2 separate regions of the Zea mays genome follow, and region 2 is linked to region 1. A link is a contact called in public Hi-C data. All regions are on one chromosome and are shown on one strand. The core of a region is the stretch at or near the end of the contact, and the rest is flanking DNA. Distances in the headings are between cores, read along the strand shown.

Region 1 (6,195 bases), core at 176-2,675:
CAGGAATGTGGGGAGCACCATGAGATGGTAATCGTGCACCCAGACGAAGTCTTCGTCGGGGCTGATCACCTCCAGGATCTTGTCGGCGAAGATCTTGTTGACCGACACGTAGGCCTGCCAGAGGAGGCGGTCGAAGCGGCCGCCTAGCTCCGGCGACAGTGGCAGCATGTAATGGAACAGTGGCCAGAGCTGCTGCTTGCAGAAGCCGTGGTAGAAGCGGGAGCGGAGGTCGGCGGGCAGGAAGGTGGGAACGCAGCGGAAGCCCTCGAGGAGGTCGTGCGCGACCTGGTCGTGCTCGGCTGGGGGCACGTCGTCGCGGAGGCCGCCGACGTAGACGAACTCCACGTCCGCGCGGCCGTGGTGCGCGCGGAGGCTGTCCTTGACCTGCAGGAGGAGGCTGTCCTGGTCCCACGCGAAGTCCCACCCGCCGCCGCCGGCGCCGGCGGCGGCGCGGCGGGAGGCGCGGACGGGGAGCTGGTTGGCGACGATGATGACGCGCTCCCGCGGCGCGTGGGAGGACTGGTCGGCGGCGGAGGCGGCGTCGGAGACGTCGAGGTCCGGCACAATGCCGGAGGCCGTCACGACGCGCGGTATCCGGCGGCGCCCCAGCGACGGCAGCGGCTCGCCGCCGCTGCCGCCGGCGGCGAGCTCCAGGAGGTTCGAGTAGGATCTGGACACCATGCCCGCACGGGCGACGTCACAGCGAGCTGCCTGCCGCTGAACCTCCAAACAAGGATTCGATCTTTCACCGCTCGCCCTCCAAACCAAGATCCGGCGAACAGTACTCTGGAGAGGGTCTCAAGAAAAAGCTTCGCAGGCAGCTTAAGAATGAACGGCCGGCGGAGATGGAAGAGGATCTGCTGTCCACCAGTCTCCGGCGGCGAAGAGATAAATCTCGGCAAGGGAATCGAATCCGCAGAGCAACTAGTAACAATCAGAAAACCGAAAAGGCTGCCCTCCCTCCCTCCCTCCCTTTCCGGAAAAAAAAACCCACAAGCAGCTTTCGGCCGAAATCAATCCGGACGACCGAGCAACGACGTCTCAGGTGCTCCAGCTGGGACGGCCACTACCACTACCACACCTCGACAGACCGGCGGCAGGGGGGAGACAGAGTCTCGCGCGCTCGCCGACGACGACGACCCGGTCCTGGACCGGCATTTGGCCACCTCCGCCTCGCCCTCGCTCTGCAACGCACGGCAGCGCCAGGCAGCCGCTGCCGCAGCCGCAGCCGGCAGGATGGGTAGGAACCGGCTGGATGGAGAAGAAAGGATTTGGCGGGGCAGGGAAAGCAAACCCCGTTTCCAGGAAGGAGGAGGGATTCGAGCGAGGCGTGGGCTGGCAGCGCCGCTCGCTGGATATAGGAGGCGGCGCGGAACGGAAGCGATTCTTGGCCTCGGGTCGCGTGCAGGGGGCGTGGTGGACTGGTGGTGGTGGCTCTTGAGCGATCGCAAGAGACGCTGAGATGTGTTTGTTTAAGTAGCAAGCAGCAGGAGCAGCAGCCGAGAGAACGAGTTGCGATAAGCTTTAGCGTTTTATTTTATTTTAGTTTAGTAGCAGAGACGCCGATCCGGAGCCGAGCAGCCGAGCCGAGTGGCCTCGCGATGGAGACGCGCCGAATAAAATACTAGTAATACAACTCGGGCGATTTGCTGGAAACAACCCTGTGTTCTTGTTGTTTATCGCTTGGGTGGCCGCTTGCCCTCTGCCTGCCGTCCTGTCCTGCTGCCCACGCCCACCCACCCGCCCAGCAGCTGTTCGGATCACGATTATGGTATGCTGCTGCCTCGAACGAAAGCGTTATCCTGTTTGCTGGTTTTTAGATAGCGAGCACACGTTTTGGTCGCTCAAAGAGCGTGTTGGGGGAGGTGGGGATTTGTTCCTCCGGACTCTCTACCAAGGCAAGCAGGAACGGGACGGAAGCGTTCCTTGCGAAACCTGGAGTCTTATCTGTCGCCCGCCTGCTCCGTCTCCAATTTATTTATTTATTTATTTATTTATTTCCGTTCGTAGCTGCACGCCTGCACATACATGCGATCTTTTGACTTCAATTGTTTTTCCAAGAAAGGACTGGATAATGACGCGTTGTTTTTTCTCCTGCCAGCCAGCAACTCTTAAGCCCGTCCGCCGCCGCCCCATCCGCGCACTGCTAAAAACTGGACAAGGAATCAATCGCTCCTAAACAAATCCTGTGCCTGCAGCGCAGGAGTTTTTATTTTTTTATTTTTTTATTTTTTTTGCCCCCCGATCCGCCTCGATCGGCATGTGAATAACAGGAGGCCGAGGGACCACCGTGAAAAAAAAAGTTGGGTTGTTCACACGCAGAGACAGCGCAGTACAGGGGGAGCTAGCTGGAAGCGTGAGTTCCCACGATCTGCATCTGCCTGCCAGTGCCAAGGCGAGCGAAAAAGGGGACCACGCCGCGCTGAGCCCTATCCACTTCCGGACCCTCTCGCGCCGTCCGATCCCCATCGGGCGGCCGGGGCAGCCCGCGTGGGAAAATATCCGCCCGCGTCGGCCGTGTGAGATCGCCGCTCCCGCGCACGTGCGGCCGCCTACGTGTCGCCCGGGAAGGGCGCCGCGGCACGTGCCGCGGCCCAGCTGTCGCTCCCCCCGGGCAGGAAGAAAGAGAGGGTTTTTTTTCTTCCCTGTGGCAGGGGCCCGTCGGGAGCTTGGGTTTAGCCGGCCTGGACGGCTAAGACCAACTCCAGCAACACTCCGCATCCGTATTATACATGCTCTGAGTCACTATTTCGCTCTCCAGCAGGCTTCGCATCTGTTTCCGCAAAACAGACGCCGTGTACCTGCACTCCCCTTTTCCACGGTTTCTCTCTCCTCTCCCCAGAAGACTGCATGCGCCACCTCCTGCTCGCGGGCCCCAGCTGTCATAGACTGCATGCGGAGTGCAAATACGGAGTCTGCTGGAAACGGGGACGGATACGGAGAGGAGAGAGAAACTGTTGGCCGTGCTAAATAGGGATACGGAGAGAGAGTCTGCTGGAGTTGGTCTAAGGATATCCACAACCGTTACCTCTAAATTTTTTCATCTATGTTTCTCCTTATTTTTTATCTCCGGCAGCGGTTCCCTCTAAATACTCTCTATACCTCACTACAACTATAAAATATCATTTTCTATATAACTATCAATTTTTTATCTACTAACAATTACTCGTGGACTCACAGCACAGTGTTTAGGGTGATGAACAGTGGCACGCTAGATTTGGGGGAGAAAGAAGGAAGTCGACACGTAGGGGGCACCGCTGCGACCGTGGGATACCCCTACAGCCGGCATGCAAGGGGATGGCTAGCGTTTACTGCTGCGCACAGCCTAAGACCAACTCCAGCAGTGTGCGACTCCGTATCCCTAAAACGCGCGGCCGACACATTCTCTCTCCTCTCCGTATCCGGCTCCGTTTCCAGCAACACTCCCCATCCCACTCCGCATGCAGTCTATGACACATGGGCCCCGCCAGCAGGCGCGCGCGCACGCAGAGAGTTGCGGAGAGGAGAGAGAAAGTGTGGAAATGGGGAGCGCAGGGACACGGCGTCCATTTTGCGGAGAGGGATGCGGAGTCTGCTGGAGCGCGCAACAATGCCTCAGACCGCGCAAAATGGGGATGCGGAGTCGGATATGGAGTCTTGCTGGAGTTGGTCTAAGGAGAGGCCGCTGGCAGCGGCAGTGCCGAGGACGAGGACGGGGAGCAAGCACGCATGTGAATGCCACGCTGGGGACCTTCCTACCTTGTTGTAGACACCGGAAAAAAATCTTATTTAGGATTAAATCTTGTTCGGTTCTTTTTGTTACACATAGATTAGATTGGATAAAAAAATAAAAAAAGTTTTACTTGTTTAGGATTTAAATTCATCTAATCACACTCAATCCATATATATTGACAGCTAACCGAACAAGCCTATATATAGGGCTGGAAATAGATGTATGGAGATTCGAATTATCTGTATTCGCTAAAACTACTAATATAGATATCCATATTTGTATTCGATTTTAATATGGATGTCAAATGGATGTATTTGAATTTGATTTATAATACTTTTCTCTATCTGATTCTATATTCGTATTGAAAAAAAACATGAAACATTCGATAATATTCGTATCCGTGAAAAAAGTATGTTTAATGAAACCATTTAAAACTTAACTTTATCACTAATTACTAATTAAAAATAATTTTAAGTTTGATAATATACTAAAAATGATATATAAATCATTTAAAATATTAAAAATATTTATATGATAAATAAATAAATATATGAACCTTATATTTCTAGTGATATTCAATAATAAAATTCAATAGGTTTCATAAACATTCAATTATAACTCTCCATTTTATCTATACACTGAACACATCTCAACAAAGTTTCATAAACATTCAACTATAACTCTCCACTTTACAATATAAAGATAAATTTCTTCATGTTTTCATTTAAGTTTTGGTACACATATTTATATAGGACATTCATTTTAGAACGGAAAATTTGTTTTTATTGATACGTAATATTTTATATCAATTCTAATTTACTTGTATTTGTACAAATGTCACTTATTAAATATTACATGTTTTGTTTATCTTTTGTTACATACTTCGATAATTTAAAAATATTATTTATATAGTTTTGTTGACTTGGATATGAAGGATCACGAGAAATCTATTTTAATTTAAATTTATTTTAACTATCTATAAACTTGTACTTAAATAAAAATCCACATATACATATGTTAAATTTTAGGGTATGATGTTTGAGTTGAATTGAGTAAATACCTGAATAAGAATTCGGATTCGACTATCCGTTTTGTATTCGTATCCGAAGATATTCGAATTCGTATCCGAATTCGGACAAAAATATGGTAAACTGTGACATTCGTATTCGATCCGTTTCCACCCCTACTTATATGGTCCGAGCTACAGTTTTAGACTCGACGCTACAGATCACGACGCCACACAGGGCTGAAAAGACTACATAAAAGACAACCACAAAACATAATGTAATACGTAATACGGTTTGTAAACCGCCACCAAATTAAGCAAAGATCTCCATAACCACTGACTCCACCCTACGACAGGCACCAATTACCTGCATATAAGTTTTTTTAGTACAAGTGCCAAACACTAAATCATTCTGTCTTAACCATAATGCCCAACATAATGAGGCAACCCTAGTCAAAATTAATGCCTTAAGTTTCCTAGAGAATCCACATAGCCACTCACCAAAAGTGTGAGTAAAACTATGTGGAATCTCCAAACCAAACGTAAATTGGACTGCCCTCCACATAAACCGCGCATAATGGCATTCGAAAAAACAAATGATTAATAGACTCATCCTTAGCACAAAAGACACATCTCTTACTCCCTTCCTAGCTCCTACGGGCTAAAATTGTCTTTAGTTAGGACTACATCCTTCAAGAGGTACCAGAGGAAAATCTTTATTTTCAATGGAATTTTGAGCTTCCGGATTGGATTTTTCCGCCTAACAATATCTCTGATTAATAGCACATCATACATCTAACAAACTGAAAAGGTTTTACTCTGATGGAGAGACCACTCAAACACGTCATCCGGTTCATTTAATTGGATCTACATAACCAGCGTCGCAACACGATACCAAGCCTATAGGTTTGCATTCACCACTCCTCTTCTAAAGGATACAAGTGGGATAGTGCTTAACACCGATGCTACGGACGTATTTTTCCGTTGAACTATATTGTACAGCCAAGGATATCTATGTTCCTGCTTAAAATTGCTTAACCATTTATCCTCCTAGAATCGCACATTAAGTCTGTTATTCACCCGTAACGTCCCCAGACTCAAAAAAATTCTTTCACCTTCATAAGACTAGACCAGAATTAGGAATCCCCTTGTTTCTTCTGGACCTGGCCTATATGTTTGTGTTTCAAATATTTCCTCTGCAGCATCCTCTACCACATGCCATCTTCAATTGGTAATTTAAATAGCCACTTTCTTAGCAATCATTGGTTTTGCGCATATAGGTCCTTCACTCCCAGCCCCCCGAGATCCCTAGGCTGGCAAATAACACTCCATCTAGTAAGACGATATTTTTTTCTTATGCTCATGTGACTGCCAAAAGAAATGGGACCGAAAGTAATCCAACTTTTGAAGAATAATTCTAGGTATATCAAAGAAGGATAACATGAACATAGCTATGTTAGTCAGTACCGAATCAATT
Region 2 (6,439 bases), core at 3,732-6,231, 310 kb before region 1:
TATTGCACAGAAACAAAACTGAATGAAAAAGGCTGCTATCAAGGTAGGATATTTGTCAATAGATGTGCTTCGACTCTGGCACAGTGCTGTTGACTGTGCGAGCTTCGGACTGTTCTCTGAAGTCCCTTTGGTGTGGAGCATATTGGCTCCCTTCTGGCTGTTGGCCTTGTTGCAGCGGTGGTGGAGGCGGAGGCTGTTGCCAGGAAGCTTGAGGTTGACTCGCCGAAGCAACAGAAACTGCAGGGTGGTTGCCTACATATTCTGGGATGTAAGGCGAATGATACGAAGCAGTGTGCATGACCTGCTTCGGCTGAGCCTGTTGTGCCGCAACTTCGGCTATTTCCTTTTGCTTCTGGATGGTAACATGGCACATCCTGGTGGTATGGCCCTTGTTCTCACCACAGAACAAGCAAAAAATTCTTCTTGGTTGATCTCCAAATCTTCCGCCGAAGCCCCTGGCGCCTCTGCCTCTTGGAGCTAGTGGTCGAAAGGAGCCTTGCTGTTGCGCCGAAGCCTGTGAGGAGCACTGTGGCCTTTGCTGCTGGCTCCCCCTATCATCATTTTGAGTAGAGTTATGGATTGACCTAACGTGCCTCGGATAGAATCTTCCTCCGAAGCCCCTGGTCATTTCAGAAAACCTGAAAGCCTCCTCCCTTCTTTGACGAAAATCATTATCGGCCCGAATATACTCGTCCATCTTCTAGAGCAGCTTCTCCAAAGTTTGAGGAGGCTTCCTAGCGAAGTACTGAGCTGAAGGTCCTGGCCGAAGCCCCTTGATCATGGCCTTAATGACAATTTCGTTGGGCACTGTTGGTGCCTGTGCCCTCAAACGCAAGAACCTCCGGACGTACGCCTGAAGGTATTCTTCGTGATCCTGGGTGCACTAGAATAGAGCTTGAGCAGTGACCGGCTTCGTCTGAAACCCTTGGAAGCTGGTTAACAACAAGTCCTTCAGCTTTTGCCATGAAGTGATCGTTCCTGGTCGAAGGGAGGAATACCAGGTTTGAGCAACACTCCTGACAGCCATAACAAAAGATTTGGCCATGACTGCAGCATTGCCACCATACGAAGATACTGTTGCTTCGTAGCTCATCAAAAACTGCTTCGGGTCTGAGTGGCCATAGAATATGGGAAGCTGAGGTGGCTTGTAGGACAGAGGCCAAGGTGTAGCCTGCAGCTCAGCGGACAGAGGAGAAGCATCATCAAAAACAAAATTCCCATGATGGAAATTGTCATACCAGTCATCTTCGTTGAGGAAACCCTCCTGATGAAGGTCTTGGTGCTGAGGCCTTCGGTGTTGCTCATCCTGAGTAAGATGACAAACTTCTTCAGAGGCTTCGTCTATCTGCCTTTGCAGTTCAGCTAGCCTGGCCATCTTTTCCTTCTTCCTCTGCACCTGTTGATGAAGCATCTCCATGTCTCTGATTTCTTGGTTTATCTCATCCTCTGGCGGTGTCGGGCTAACAGCCTTCCTTTTCTGGCTTCGGGCCTCCCGAAGGGAGACAGTCTCCTGATTGTGGTCCAGCGGTTGCAGAGCTGCAGCCCCAGTTGCTGAAGCTTTCTTCGGTGCCATAGCGAAGGTTTATGATCGCCGAAGGTGTTCAAAAACTCAAAGAGTAGAAGTGAGTTCACCGGAGGTGGGCGCCAATGTTGGGGACTTGTTCTCAAATGCTATGAGTTAAGAACAAGGCAACACAGAAAATGTTAATCGGTAAAGTCCTTCGTCCTTCGAAGCATTATTTCCCTTAGGGTATAATGATTTTCGGACGTAGGTTATAAAGGATGTACCTTTATAAACACAGTATACGATGACGAAGAATGAATCATAAGGAATATGAAGGATAACATAGACAATTATATATTATTATCAACTTATTTTTGCATTATTATTATGAAGAAACATAAATGACATCGGATTACAAATGTACCTTCAGCTTGGAAGGAGATGAAAGTACAGGTGTGACGCAAAAGCAAATGCCAAATCAGTGTGAACAGTACGGGGGTACTGTTCACCTATTTATAGGCACGGGACACAGCCCATACAAAATTACATTCATGCCCTTTACATTTGGTAATAATTCTATAGTAATCCAACGAGGTCTGAATAGCCTTTTCATCTTTAAGTCGGTTTCATTTTCTGCTACCACGCCGAAGCTTTCCCGCTCACATCTTCGGCGCTGTATCAACCTTCGTATTATTTTGGGCTTCTCCTACTGTGATACCGACTCGAGTCCGAAGATACCTGTTCACACATTATACTCCAGAAATACTGTTAAATCCTGTTTTTGAGGACCTTCGTAAGCCGAAGGCCCCCAACATCGGCTATTTCTATGAACTGTGATAATCAAGATAAACAGTTCTAAAGATAATATGGAGTCAACAAGGCACATAAAGAGGCGTTTAAAATCTGTCAGGAAATTGAGAAACTCCGGAGTAATAGCGTTGGACTATGTTCATACGTCTAAAAATCTGGCAAATCAATTTACTAAGGGGCTATCACGTAGTGTGATAGATAGTGCATCGAGTGAGATGGGCTTGATACCCACCTAAAGTTTATCATATTGGTAACTTGTTCTATGTGACGGAGATCCCGTGAATTAGAATGGTGAAACAAGCTAGTGGTAGACTGAGAGGAAAGACCCTTAATAAGGTTCATTTTAGATGCACATCTTTCCTTACTGTTAGGTAGGATGGTGTTTACACCTTAATATGTTCCAAGTGGCTTTGTGAAGCAAAGATGTTGTCCTACAGAACATCTTTAGAGGAACATACCTATATGGGTTAACTGCTAGTCACAGTTTATGAGATCTGGGTGGTCTCTAGATACCCATGAAAGTCTATGGAGTTTGACTTATATGCTCCAACCAGAGGGGATGCGCTTGGCAACCTAGTACTGGTAAAGAGTTTAGATGAAACTTATTCCACGCAAAACTGTTAATTCAAGGCCTAACCCATTGTGCAGTTGTGGTCAAGTGTAGTCTAGATTCTAGTTGGATGTTCAACTTAACAGTCTCCATTGAAACACCAATATATCAAACATTTGAGATGATGAGAGCATTTTAGTGTGACTTAGCATTTGATGGAGATTGTTGAATTAATGTGGGCCTGACCCATATTAATATTCAATAATAGTCAATGCTATAGGCCCACTTTAATGCTACGGTGTACTAGTACTTTAGTACCATACTGTAAGTTCAAGGGACAATTCACTCAACTTAAATAGGTGGATCGTTGGTGCATCTATTGAGAAGCTGAGAAAAGGGTGAAAGACTGCCACGCGCGCGCGCCGCCGGTCGGGCCATGGCCGAGGCCGTGTAGATCAGACCTTGGTCCGAATATTCCTTCCTAACGGTTGCGCATTTTGCCTAGAGTGATGACCGTCCATTACTGTCGTACGTTACTTGTTGTTTCCTGTGTTATGGCTAGTAACGGACGTCCCTGATGGCGTCAGTTTCTGGCTGGCTGTAACGGTAGCTCTGATGGCGACCATTACTGTCTGATTGCCTCCCTCTGCGCGTGTATATATACGAGGAGGGGAGGCTGCTTCTGGGTTGACAGCACAGTACGCTCATACAGTGTCAGACGCGTTGCACACATCCATTCTCGTCCCACCTTCTGCGAGCATAGAGAGTGGGAGACCAGGCCTCCGAAATCGCCGTCCGTAAAGAGACACTTGCACGGGTGTGCGGACGATTAGGTTTTTGGGAGCGTACTCGCGACTGCTCGCTTCGTTCGCTCGACCAGCGCTGATCACGTTCCTCGTCGCCGGCACCGTTCGTGGGACTGCACTGCGAACATTTGCCTGCATGACTGCGTACGACTATATCGAACATACACCTGAGATGTCTCGTGTGAATGGAGTCACTGATACCTTGAGCATCGATCCCTCCGTAGGGTAGAATCTGTTATTTATATTTGTGCATATTTTATTGTTGTTTACTGATTATGTAAGTAGTGATATATATATATATATGCAGATACGTGTTGTTATATATATCACTGTGATTTTCGGGATTAAATTAAAACTGAAAATATAATTTCTCTAACAGGCGACAAATATTGGAGAACCCAAGTAGATTACAATTACAAAGAAACGGGCGCTTTGATAACTGGAAAAAAATTAAATTAAACATATATAGTGCTAGAAATAGTCCAATAATGATAATGCCACGGTGTGTGGTCCTGCTCCCGCGACCACAGTCATGAGTGACCGCGAGACTTGAATGCCTCTCCGTCCCATCAGAATCAGATGCAGCTTTCAGCGCAGGAGAGCCACACGGCAGCAGAAATATCAAGGTGTGAATCACGGTTCATAACATAAAACAACACAACGAGCAAAGCAATATATTTACATAGCGGCATCAATCATAGCCGACACGTGATTTTGGTTGCTGCTACTTTGGCATGTGCGTGGGCCCTACGTTGTTGCTAGGATACCCCCGGCCTCACTCATCCATTTTGTGTATGTTTGGTTTGTAGAGTCATCCAATGCATTATGAGGTGATGTATCATAAGTTTATTTTATTAATTTTGTTGAAATCAACTCACTCTTAATATATATATTAATTATTAGCTTATGAGAAATAGAGTGATGATGGATCAACTCATTTTATTCAACAAACTAAATAAAAATATGCGAAGTGAGAAGAAAATGGATCACTTCATTTATCAAACCAAACACACTCTTTATAGAGCTTTATTTATTACGTGGCTCCTTTTCCTTTTGCAGCCACTCTACAATTTCCCGTTTGACAACGGAGCCACGTGACTAGAAGTGGGGTATTTTATCTTACTATCCTAGGTTTAGTTCACCTTCATTCCAAATCAGCAGGTTGTGCACAAATTCAGTCTAATATCATGTCAAATCTTTTTTCTCGTTAACGACGGGATTTTGGAGAAGTTTGTAGGAAGTCTGTCTCCGGACCATATCCTAGCGTTAGCGTCCATGGATTATATGCTGACTCATTGCCACATTGGCCCCTCAACCATCCTCCCTCCACAGATCTCTCCGGGGAGGCAGCAACAGTTATGTCATATCATTGTCGCGTCCTCGTCCCCGTTCCATTTCATTATCCCCCCGGAGCTGGTGCGCGAGTCGGAGCTGGTGCAGGGTCACCCTTCCCCTCGGCCTCAAGAGCTCTGCGGTTGCCGCGGCCAAGGGCGTCCGTGGAGAAGCGGGAGCAGGTGGCGGCGATGGAAGAGCAAGGCGGCCAGGCGGCGCTCGGGTGGGCGGCCAGGGACGACTCCGGCGTCCTCTCCCCCTACAGCTTCTCCAGAAGGTGGTAGCATCTGTCACGGTCGCCCAGCACTGCTCTGCTCTGCTCTGCTCTGCCATATTTTATTGTGTTGTTGCAGCTCCTGGAAGATGTCTAATTACCTTCTCTGCAGTCTGCACAGTTTTGGGGTCTCTAGATTTTTGGTTAATCCTTGGTCAGAGGCTTACCTAATATAGAGTATTCTTGTTCATGGAATCCATTACTAATTTCAGGGTTCCTAAAGACGACGATGTCACGATCAAGGTGCTCTACTGCGGGATCTGCCACACCGACCTGCACGTCATCAAGAACGACTGGCGAAACGCCATGTACCCAGTCGTCCCGGGGTAACCGATCCAATTTCGCTAGCCTAGACGCCCCGGATGCTGTTGCAAAACTAACAGCCTCTGTCTGTCTGACCCCGTCGGCTGGCGTGGCGTGGCGAGCAGGCACGAGATCGTGGGCGTGGTGACCGGCGTCGGCGGCGGCGTCACGCGGTTCAAGGCCGGCGACACGGTCGGCGTGGGCTACTTCGTGGGGTCCTGCCGCTCCTGCGACAGCTGCGGCAAGGGGGACGACAACTACTGCGCGGGGATCGTGCTCACCTCCAACGGCGTCGACCACGCGCACGGCGGCGCGCCCACCAGGGGGGGATTCTCCGACGTCCTGGTCGCGAGCGAGCACTACGTGGTCCGCGTCCCCGACGGCCTGGCGCTGGACCGCACCGCGCCGCTGCTCTGCGCCGGCGTCACCGTGTACAGCCCCATGATGCGCCACGGCCTCAACGAGCCCGGCAAGCACCTCGGCGTCGTCGGCCTCGGCGGCCTCGGCCACGTCGCCGTCAAGTTCGGCAAGGCCTTCGGGATGAAGGTCACCGTCATCAGCACGTCCGCCAGCAAGCGCCAGGAGGCCATCGAGAACCTCGGCGCGGACGAGTTCCTCATCAGCCGGGACGAGGACCAGATGAAGGTGTGGGCACTGGGCTGGGATGCCCCCCTTCTCCACGCTCACTGCTATGTAATGTAACTAACGCGGCGACATATATATACGTATCTATGTGTGAGATGAGCAGGCGGCGACGGGGACCATGGACGGCATCATCGACACGGTGTCGGCGTGGCACCCGATCACGCCGCTGCTGGCGCTGCTGAAGCCGCTGGGGCAGATGGTGGTCGTGGGCGCGC

The links. Hi-C and Micro-C count contacts between places; a contact is called where the count stands out from the background.
Region 2: a contact with region 1 is called in a Hi-C map of bundle sheath, with 2.3 times the contacts expected there. The contact joins the promoter of LOC100273263 here to the promoter of LOC100501482 in region 1. A contact is called at or near these places in 2 of 25 Hi-C or Micro-C datasets (bundle sheath and leaf mesophyll).

Annotation. Positions count from the first base shown.
Region 1 is chr7:112,622,473-112,628,667 of Zm-B73-REFERENCE-NAM-5.0, reverse strand. It overlaps LOC100501482, which reads right to left and starts at 1,425. Exons shown (of 3, transcript NM_001366928.1): 1 at 1-1,425. The coding sequence starts at 681.
Region 2 is chr7:112,935,677-112,942,115 of Zm-B73-REFERENCE-NAM-5.0, reverse strand. LOC100273263 reads left to right here and starts at 4,981. Exons shown (of 4, transcript NM_001147705.1): 1 at 4,981-5,279; 2 at 5,489-5,602; 3 at 5,705-6,224; 4 at 6,328-6,439. The coding sequence starts at 5,029.